Linked DNA regions of Capra hircus: region 2 is linked to region 1. The links are chromatin contacts, called in public Hi-C maps. All regions are on one chromosome and are shown on one strand. The core of a region is the stretch at or near the end of the contact, and the rest is flanking DNA. Distances in the headings are between cores, read along the strand shown.

The links. A called contact is a pair of places that touch in the nucleus more often than the background predicts.
Region 2: a Hi-C map of blood shows a contact between it and region 1, with 2.1 times the contacts expected there. The contact joins the enhancer-like site here to the promoter of UBALD2 in region 1. A contact is called at or near these places in 3 of 5 Hi-C or Micro-C datasets (all in blood).

The regions. Positions count from the first base shown.
Region 1 is chr19:54,668,761-54,673,140 of ARS1.2, forward strand. It overlaps UBALD2 (UBA-like domain-containing protein 2), which reads right to left and starts at 1,740. Exons shown (of 3, transcript XM_018063755.1): 1 at 1,306-1,740; 2 at 882-944. The coding sequence starts at 1,425.
Region 2 is chr19:54,728,024-54,732,403 of ARS1.2, forward strand. The region is part of intron 2 of RNF157 (RING finger protein 157); the gene reads left to right. It also overlaps the pseudogene LOC102186798. Among named protein-coding and RNA genes, the nearest start is that of FOXJ1, 38 kb to the right of the region's middle. Within about 2 kb of position 2,023, at least 1 of the 5 cell types and tissues checked has an H3K27ac peak or open chromatin away from gene starts, as enhancers often do.

The sequences.
Region 1 (4,380 bases), core at 490-2,989:
GGGCAAACTGGTAACTAGAGGGGGAGGAGGAGGCAGTCAAACCTCTAAAGTGAAGGGATGTCCTGTGCCCAATGGAGAGCAGGATGCCTTATGGCCAGGAGGGCAAAGGCCCAGGCCTGGGGCCAACTTGGAAAAGAGAAGAAAGAAAATCCAGGCCTGAACCACTTCTGTTTCCTGTGCTTTATACGCCTTCACCTATAGAGATTAAACGCATTCTTGGCTTATCTAGTCAAAAACCTGTAAGTCTTCCAGGCGGCTCAGGGTTAGGTCTTTTCCCATGAACAGGAAAGAGTGGACCTAACTACCTGGGAAGAGCCCAGCTCCCAGGCCAGAATGGACTTGTCCCTTTCCTGTTCCCCGTAGAGCTGGGCTGTTTGGAAGAAGGGGGGGTTGCTGCCACTCAAGAGCAAGAAATGGTGCTCCATAAACAGACACCCCCAGGTCCCAGTCCCCGTGCGGTGAGGGGGGGCCCTTCGCTCCCGCCCTCCGTTTCCCCCTCCCGGGATATCTAGTTATCCTCCGAGCCCCCTCCCCCTACCTGCCTCCTGGCTACTCCTCCAGCCACCCTCCTAGCCCCTGGCCTAGGAAGATCGCCGGGGCACAAGGCCTCAGGTCGAGCCATAGTGGCCCCGGAGACCTGACCGCAAAGTTGGGCGAGCCGGCCGGCCCCGGGAGCCGCTCTTTCCTGGAAGACATTTTGGCTCTTTGTTTACAACGCGGCGCGGCGCTCCCCGGCAACATGGCTGTCACCGCCGGCGCCTGACAGCGGCCCCCGGCCCGCGCGCTCGGCCGCTCCGGTGCGCTGCGCCCCCGGCCGCCCCGGGTGCGCCGCCGTAGCGGCGAGGCCGGCCCTCCCGCCCGCCGCGCCCGGCCACACTTACCATCTGGTGGTGGTGGTGGCCGTTGGGAATGTTGGTTTCTTGGAAAAACGTGCTCAGGGCGGTCTGCGGACAAACACAGCGGCATGGTGGCGGTTAACGAGGGTCGAAGCCCACCCGCCCCACCGGCCGGGACCCTCCGCGGTGTCCGTGGCGCTGCGCTCCCGGGCCTCCGGGTCCGACCCTTTGGCCCGCAGACACGCGTCGCTCGGAGGGGGCGTCCCCCAGGCCCCGCGAGGGTCCCAGGCGGCAGGGCCCCACGCCCCACGCGGGCGCCGATCGCCGGACCGGGCGATATACATAGAGCTTCCCTGCCCCCTCTCCCTCCGCGGCGCGCGGCCGGGCGCCCCGGCCTGCACCCCGGCCCCAGCGCCGGCGGCCAGCGAGCGGGACTGCCCGGGAGCGCTGGCTCTCGGCCCACACGCACCTCGAACTGCCAGTGGGCCGCCTGCAGCAGCTGCTTCGCCTGGTCGGCCGCGCAGCCCGCGGCCAGCACGAACTGGTTGATCATGACCTGGTGCCGCAGCTCATCCATGTTCACCGACATGGCTCCGGCCGGCGCGCACTCCCGGGCTCGGCGGCCGCGGGAGGCCGGCTGCCCTCCGCTCGCGCTCGCCGCCGCCGCCCGCGGCCTCCGGACCCTCGGCCGCCGCGCCGCCCGCCTGGCGAGTGTTGTTGTCCGACTCGCGCTGCCGGCCGACACCACAAACAACAGCGCGGGGCGGGGCCGCGTGTCCCAACGTTCGGGGGCCGAGAGCCGCCGCCGCTGATTGGCCCGCTCCGCTCGGCCGGGGCCCGGTTCCCGTGCGGACGTTCGATTCGAATCCTGCGGCCTGCGGGCCCGCACTGTTTCTCTTTTTGCCTGGCCGCGCCCATTGGCGGACGTCGGCGCTGTGGGGCTCCCGGGCATTGGCCAGACGCTGTGTTTTGGCTCGTCTGGGCTCCTGATTGGCCCCGACCCGGCGTTTGGGGCGGAGCCGCGCCATCTGATTGGTCTCCCGTGAGTCTGTTTGAACTCAACTTGAAAACCTTGAGTGCCAGCTGATTGGCTGAGGCTCCTCTATTTGCTGTTGTAGTCTTGGGGGGTGGTGCGGCCAAGTTCATTCATTACTTCATTGAAACTGAACATGCTCAGCTGGAAAAGCAAGACAGAGTGGCTTTGACTCACTTCCTCTGAAAGATGTGGTCATCTCGAGAAACACAGTGATCAAAATAGGAAACAGAGTCTTTGAAGCTGCTCAACTCTCAAAATTGTTTATTTTTTTAAACTTTCAAGCCGCTACACTTTTTTTTTTTTTTGGCTTTTTATTGAAGTGTAATGTAATCTCTTCATGCCTCCTTCCAGTCCAACACACCCCAAAAGCCCAACAGCCTTTCCCTACGTTTTTAGGCCAAAACCTTGGCTTTCTGAAGATGTAAACTAATGTTAATGTACATTAAATATAATGGAAAGGAGAAAATGAGACTTTCTCAGACACCAATATTGAAAACAAACAAAAAAAAAAGTTTTTCCATAAATTAATTGACCTAACTAAAACTTTAATTTGTTTCTGTACAGGTACTGGCTCTCAACTCTAGATATTTAAAAACAAAGTTTATTTATATACACTGAGCTTCCATCTTCTGAATTAGATGTAACCTTCAAGTTTTGTGTTTGGGCATTGTCAGGATGGGGAAAGAACTAGGAGTTTAAGCAGATTGAAGACAGGCCAGAGAGTTTAGAAAGGTAAATAAACATTGCTAAGAATTCACTGTGAGAATTTCTGTTTCTCAAAAACTTTGTAAGTTCTGGATCTAAAATACCAATCAAAGAGAACATTATAATTAATTAAGAGCCTTCAGAACAGGAGGCTAAAAGAAAGGAAGCCATGATTCTATTTTGACTTTGCCTGAAGTGGATTTAACTCTCCATCTAAGAAAACCTAACCATATTAAAAAAAAAAAAAAAGAATATAAATAAAGAAAAAGTTACACCCAATGTTTATGTACTGATGAAAAACAGCTTCGGGCACTATCATGAGTTTGTCCCATTTAGTTAGTCCCTTTGTTTGTTTGTTTGTTTTGAAGGAGCAGGAGTCAGCTTTTTGCCTGCCCAGGCCCATTTCTGTTGCCCTTAGCTACCTCCAAGTTTGCACGGGCTGAGACCTGGAGTGTGGCTGAAGAGTCAAGTACAGCTTGCAGCCCTTCCCTTCCAGTAATTGCAAGGTGAAAACAAAAGTGAGCAGCCAGCAGTTGCCATTTGCCAGGGAGCCTGGGCCACAAGCAGCCTCAGAACAAGGAAGTACTGTCACTGTGCGGCTCCAGTTTTCACAAGTACATACAGGTGTCCAGCATGCCAGGGCCATGAGTAGTAGGATGGAACTGGGCAGAGGCATTTCAGGCTGCAGGAACCCTTATGACTGTTTGTTTGTTTTGACTATGCCTTGCAGCATGTGGGACCTTAGTTCCCCAACCAGGGATCAAACCTGTGCCCCTTGCAGTGGAAACGCAGAGTCTTAACCACTGGACCACCAGGGAAGTTCCAGGAGCCCTTTTGTTTTGTTTTGTTCAGTAGCTAAGTTGTGTCAGACTCTTTGTGACCCCATGGACTGTAGCCCTCTAGGTTCTTTTGTCCATGGGATTTTCCAGGCTAGAATGCTGGAATGGTTGCCCTTTCCAGGAAGACAAAGGTCCTGAAAACACCAAAATTGCCAAAGCTATTTTCTCTTGGATATCAATGCGGTCTGTTCTGAAGCTTTCTTTAATGTTTACCATTTACAGGGGACAGCTGTAGACACCCAGGAGAGGCATGGAAGCCCAGGCCCCCGAGCCATTCTGGTTATCTGCTGTGGACATAAAGTCAACTTGGGCATAGAGAGCAACAGAATTCTGCCTCTGATTTGTAGCTGTGAGTAGTAGAAATGTTTAATCAATACTTTGGCTTCTGAGAATCTGTTTGGCAATGAATAGGAGTAGGGCTTTCCCTTCTCAGGCTGGGAAACAAGAGTGCCCCCCTCCTGGGAGCACAGGGAAAATGAATGAGGTCATGTTTGTAGAGGGCTTTGAGCTGTTGGGATGAAAGCAGCTCCCCAAGTGCAAGGTGTTATTAACCGAAGGTATTATTATTTTCATCTGAGAGGACAATGTGCAGCAGGCAAAACAGAGCAATAAAAACACGCCCATTAATAAGGAATAAAGCACAGTAGTAGTCTCAGAAGGAACAAAATCCTTGTTACACCAATGGTCTAGGCTACAGAAAGAGCCATGATACAACAACTAGGAGAAACAGTCTTAGCCAGTATTTCCTCGGGAGCAGGGGAGGTGGGACGGGGTCCAGATAACAAGGATGTTGGGAATGCAAGTCACTGAGTTGGCGGAGAGACAGGCAAGAATAAATAGCTGGATCGTCACAAACAGTTGCAATTAACCAAGCATTTCTGGCGACCCAGGCATCTTTTGAAGAGTTTACTGTCGTTCAGTCGCTCAGTGGCGTGCAGCATTTTGAGACCCAGTGGACTAGCCC
Region 2 (4,380 bases), core at 773-3,272, 60 kb after region 1:
TGTTTCACTTGTATTCTTTCATTTCATGCTTGCACACAGCTCATTGGCAGGACTAGAGGATCCTAGCTCCTATTTGAACTTAAAAAATATTGTCCCATAAAGCCTATATTAAAAGGCACGTGGCAAGAATTTCCCTGGCAATCTAATGGTTAAGATTCCGCACTTTCAATGCAGGAGACGTGGGTTTGATCCTTGGTTGGGAAACTAAGATTCCACATGCCACATGGTGCAGGCAAAACCAAAAACCAAAAAAGCACATGGCAAGGAATTCCCTCATTGCCTGGTGGTCAGGACTTGGTGCTTTTATTGCTCTGCCCTGGGTTCAATCCCTGCTTCAGGAACTGAGATCCTTCAAGCCAAGTGGTGCTGCCAAAAAGAAAAAGAAAAGAAAAAAAAAAAGTGGTGGGAGCGGGGTTCAGGATGGGGAACACATGTACACCCATGGCTGATTCATGTGAATGTATGGCAAAAACCACCACAATATTGTAAAGTAATTAGCCTCCAATTTAAAAAAAAAAGAACGTATATATGGGTTAAACTGAATCACTTTGCTATACAGCAGATTGGCACAACGTCGTAAATCAACTATGCTTCAATTAAGAGTAAATAAAATAAAAAACACACGGCAGCCTGTTTCTTAGGTATTTTGTGAGTATTAATTGTGCCAACCTGCTGTTTAGGGCAAATATTCAAAATCCAGGTGGTCCCCATGGGCACACACTGTGCTTCTCTGAAGACTTTATTCATATCTTCATTCTACAGATACCCATTTTAATCATTTATGTGTGCTGGTCTAATCACCCTGGGTGATACGAAAATGTCTCTAGCGTAGACTTTGCCCTCCAGTTTATCATCTCGCAGGAAGCTCAGACACATATACACAAAAGGGGAAGTGATAAATGAAGTGAAGACTGAGCTTCCAGAAGTTCTGAGAAACTTTACTTTGTGACATAAGTTTTGCTGACTTGGAAAGTGGTGCTAAACGCATGAACTTTTGGTTTGTTGTTTAAGGCTGTGTCTCTCAACAAACCAGGGCACAGAGAACTGCTGCGGTTTTCAACAGTGAAACTAAAGCTTCTGTGTTGCAGGAATTTCCTCGAAATTTCTTTGAAACATACTGAAACTCAGTACACACTCTTACCTCTTATTTCCTGTTGTCAGGGTCCACCCCAGCTTACGGGAAACTATAGGTATCTGTGTTGCATTTCAAAGAAAAATTTGGTTAATTTTTTTCAGCTTTTAAAGAGATGCAAAATGACCTTATATTGTAAGAAAAGTGGTTTTTTTTTTTTTTTTTTACAGAAGTCTATAGAAAAGACTTCTGGGTCAAATAATGTGGTTATATGTAGATAGCATCCCTGAATGGCACACTTATTTCACTCAACTAAAATAGTAGCTCTGATTATTACAGAAATGAATCAGACGTGTGCTTTATCTTTAGAAGACAGCTCTGACAAAGCGGACTTTGCGGTAAAGGTTGCTATAATTATAGAATAGAATGTAGTCCCATAGTTTCCATTTATTAAAAATGTAAATGCTTTTAATACCAAAGGTGCATGTCCTCTGCTAACCCAGACTGTTAAATGGTTTCTTAAAGAATGAGAGGGAGATGACTTCCCTGTCGGTCCAGTGGTTAAGACTCTGAGCTTCTACCGCAGGGAGCAGGGGCTTCCTCCCCTGGTGAGGAACTGAGATCCCACAGCCATGTGGTACAGCCAAAAAAAAAGTTAGCCCAGGCACTTAATAGAAGTGATGGTAGTAATAAGTACCAGTGGGTGCCATTTACAGTCAACACAGTTATTTCGCCGTTAACAGTCCAGCTGTTTTCTCCCAGCCCCAAAGCACCCTCTAAGGTGAGCAGGGGTAATGTTGGGGAAGTCTTCTCCCAGGTTTCTCCACTTCCAGGCTCTGCCAAGAGGGGATGCTAACGAGTCTGCAGGCCCGGAGGAGGAGGAAGCGTGGTACCCAGAGGTGCCAGCTTCTGGGAGCCTCTAAGATCTGATAGCCCCGACCTCGCCCCCCGGTCCCCTCAGCACTGGGGACGGTGGCGGCCTCCCCGAGGTGACTGTGTCAGCTCAGTGTCCCTTTTTTGTGTTTGGGTTCTCCAGTGCCCGTTTAACCAGTTCCTTCTATTAAATTCTCTGTTAAAATGCTTGGTGTGGTTTGTTTTCCTGGCTGGACCTTGATTAATATTACCTTTACTCTCTCAAATTGTAAGGCAGCTGTTATCAGGCATATTTTACTGGTGAGCACGTGGAGACTTAGGGTACAGCGGTTTGTGTAGAATTGTGCAGCCGCTAGTACAAGAGCCCAGACAGGCCCACCTTCTATTGTAAGATCCTCTGCTTTCCATTCCTTCCCATCCTTTCTCTTGCTTAACTTCCTCCCTTCCTTTTTTTTTTTTAAATAATTTTATACCAAAAGGAAAAGGACTTCTCTGGCAGTCCAGTGGTTAAGACTTTGCACTTCCACTGTAGAAGATATAGGTTCAGTCCCTGGTTGGGGGACTAAGATCCCACATGCCCCTCTGCACAGCCCAAATAATAATAATAATAATAATAATTTTATCCTTAACAGAAGAACTGCAAAGGTAGTAGGAAATTCTGGTATACCCTTCACCCCACTTTTTCTGATGTTAATGTCTTCTACAACCATGAAGCATTTATCCAAACTAAAAATTAGCATACGAACATTACTGTTTTTCAAAGCTACAGATTTTATTAGGGCTACACCAGTGTTTCCATTAATGTCTTTTTTTTAAGTTCCAGATTACCTTTGGTTGTTATGTCTCCTTTATCTCGTCCAATCTTTACAGTTTCTGTTTTTCCTTGTTTTTCACAACTGTGACAATTTTGAGATGTATAGTTAGATATTTTGTAGATCTCCCATCAGTTTGGGTTTTCTGAGGTTTTCTTGTGATTAGATTAGAATTATGGTTTTGGAGGAAGAACACCACAGAGGTAAGTGCCCTTCTTATTACATCAAATCAGAGGCACATAATAGTTCATGTGCCTCCCAGTGATGGCAACCTTGATCACTTAGTCAAGGTGGGTGTCTGTCTGGCTTACCCACTATAAATCTTTCCTTTTCCATAATTTATTTGTTTAGAAGCTAGTTACTAAATCCTCTTGCTGAACTTTTGACTTCCCACTTAATCCTCGGGCTCTGCTTTCTTGGAAGATTATTAACTAGTGCTTAAAGAATCTTTGTATTAATTGACTAGGCTGAGAATTATAAACCTAGGAGCCAGACTAACCATGCTAAGATTTATGGCTGGGTATTGCTTCTTGGAAAATTATTAGCTGTTGCACCATTTTTGCCTTGCACTATGTTTAAACACGGAACTTGGCTATTTTTAGTCTCAGAAAGCTTATGGTTAATGCTAGGACACCCTCTTTTACTTGATGAACTGGAATCACCTCTGACAAGCCCAGAAAGATGATCAGAAGCCCAGGGTCTTAATAGCATGCAGGAAATCAGTAAAAAGCATAAGAGACAGAGAGAAGTGGTTGCTGAGAAAATGGGAAGGAAAATTGGAAGGGCTGAAGAATGCGGTTCAACGAGTGGAAATTTACAAGGATGAATGAGAGGTGACAGGTAACAGATGGAGAGACACAGAGATCTCAGATAGGAGGTCAAAGAAAGGTTAAGGATGGAACACAGGATGAGAGAGAATCCTGTGATGTGAATCAGCCTTGAGGCTGGACTCTGGACTTGATATATTATAAGTTATATAATGTGTATATATAAATAATATAAATTATATAATATATATAAATTATATATATATTATAAATATTTGTCCTGAGATTTACCATCTAGGATATAAGATTTATACTTCTAGCTCTACATTTCATTATGGACAGACTTTAAGTGACCTTAGGCCTCAATATCAGAGAAGGCAATGGCACCCCACTCCAGTACTCTTGCCTGGAAAAGCCCATGGACGGAGGAGCCTGGTGGGCTGCAGTCCATGGGGTTGCTAAGAGTCGGACACGACTGAGAGACTTCACTTTCACTTTTCACTTTCATGTATTGGAGAAGGAAATGGCAACCCACTCCAGTATTCTTGCCTGGAGAATCCCAGGGACGGTGAAGCCTGGTGGGCTGCCGTCTATGGGGTCACACAGAGTCGGACACGACTAAAGCGACCTAGCAGCAGCAGCAGCAGCAGCAGCAGGCTTCAATATAATATATCTAATATATAAACCAGAGAAAGTAGTTCAGTTGATTTACATAGCCTTGGCTAATCACTGTTATTAAGGAGTGACTGAAGAATAATCAGAGCTCTCAAAACTTCTAGAGGCTTAGCAAGACAAAATGAAGCAGATGGTGCCTTGTTAAATTAGCTACAAATTACAGATCTTAATATTAACAATT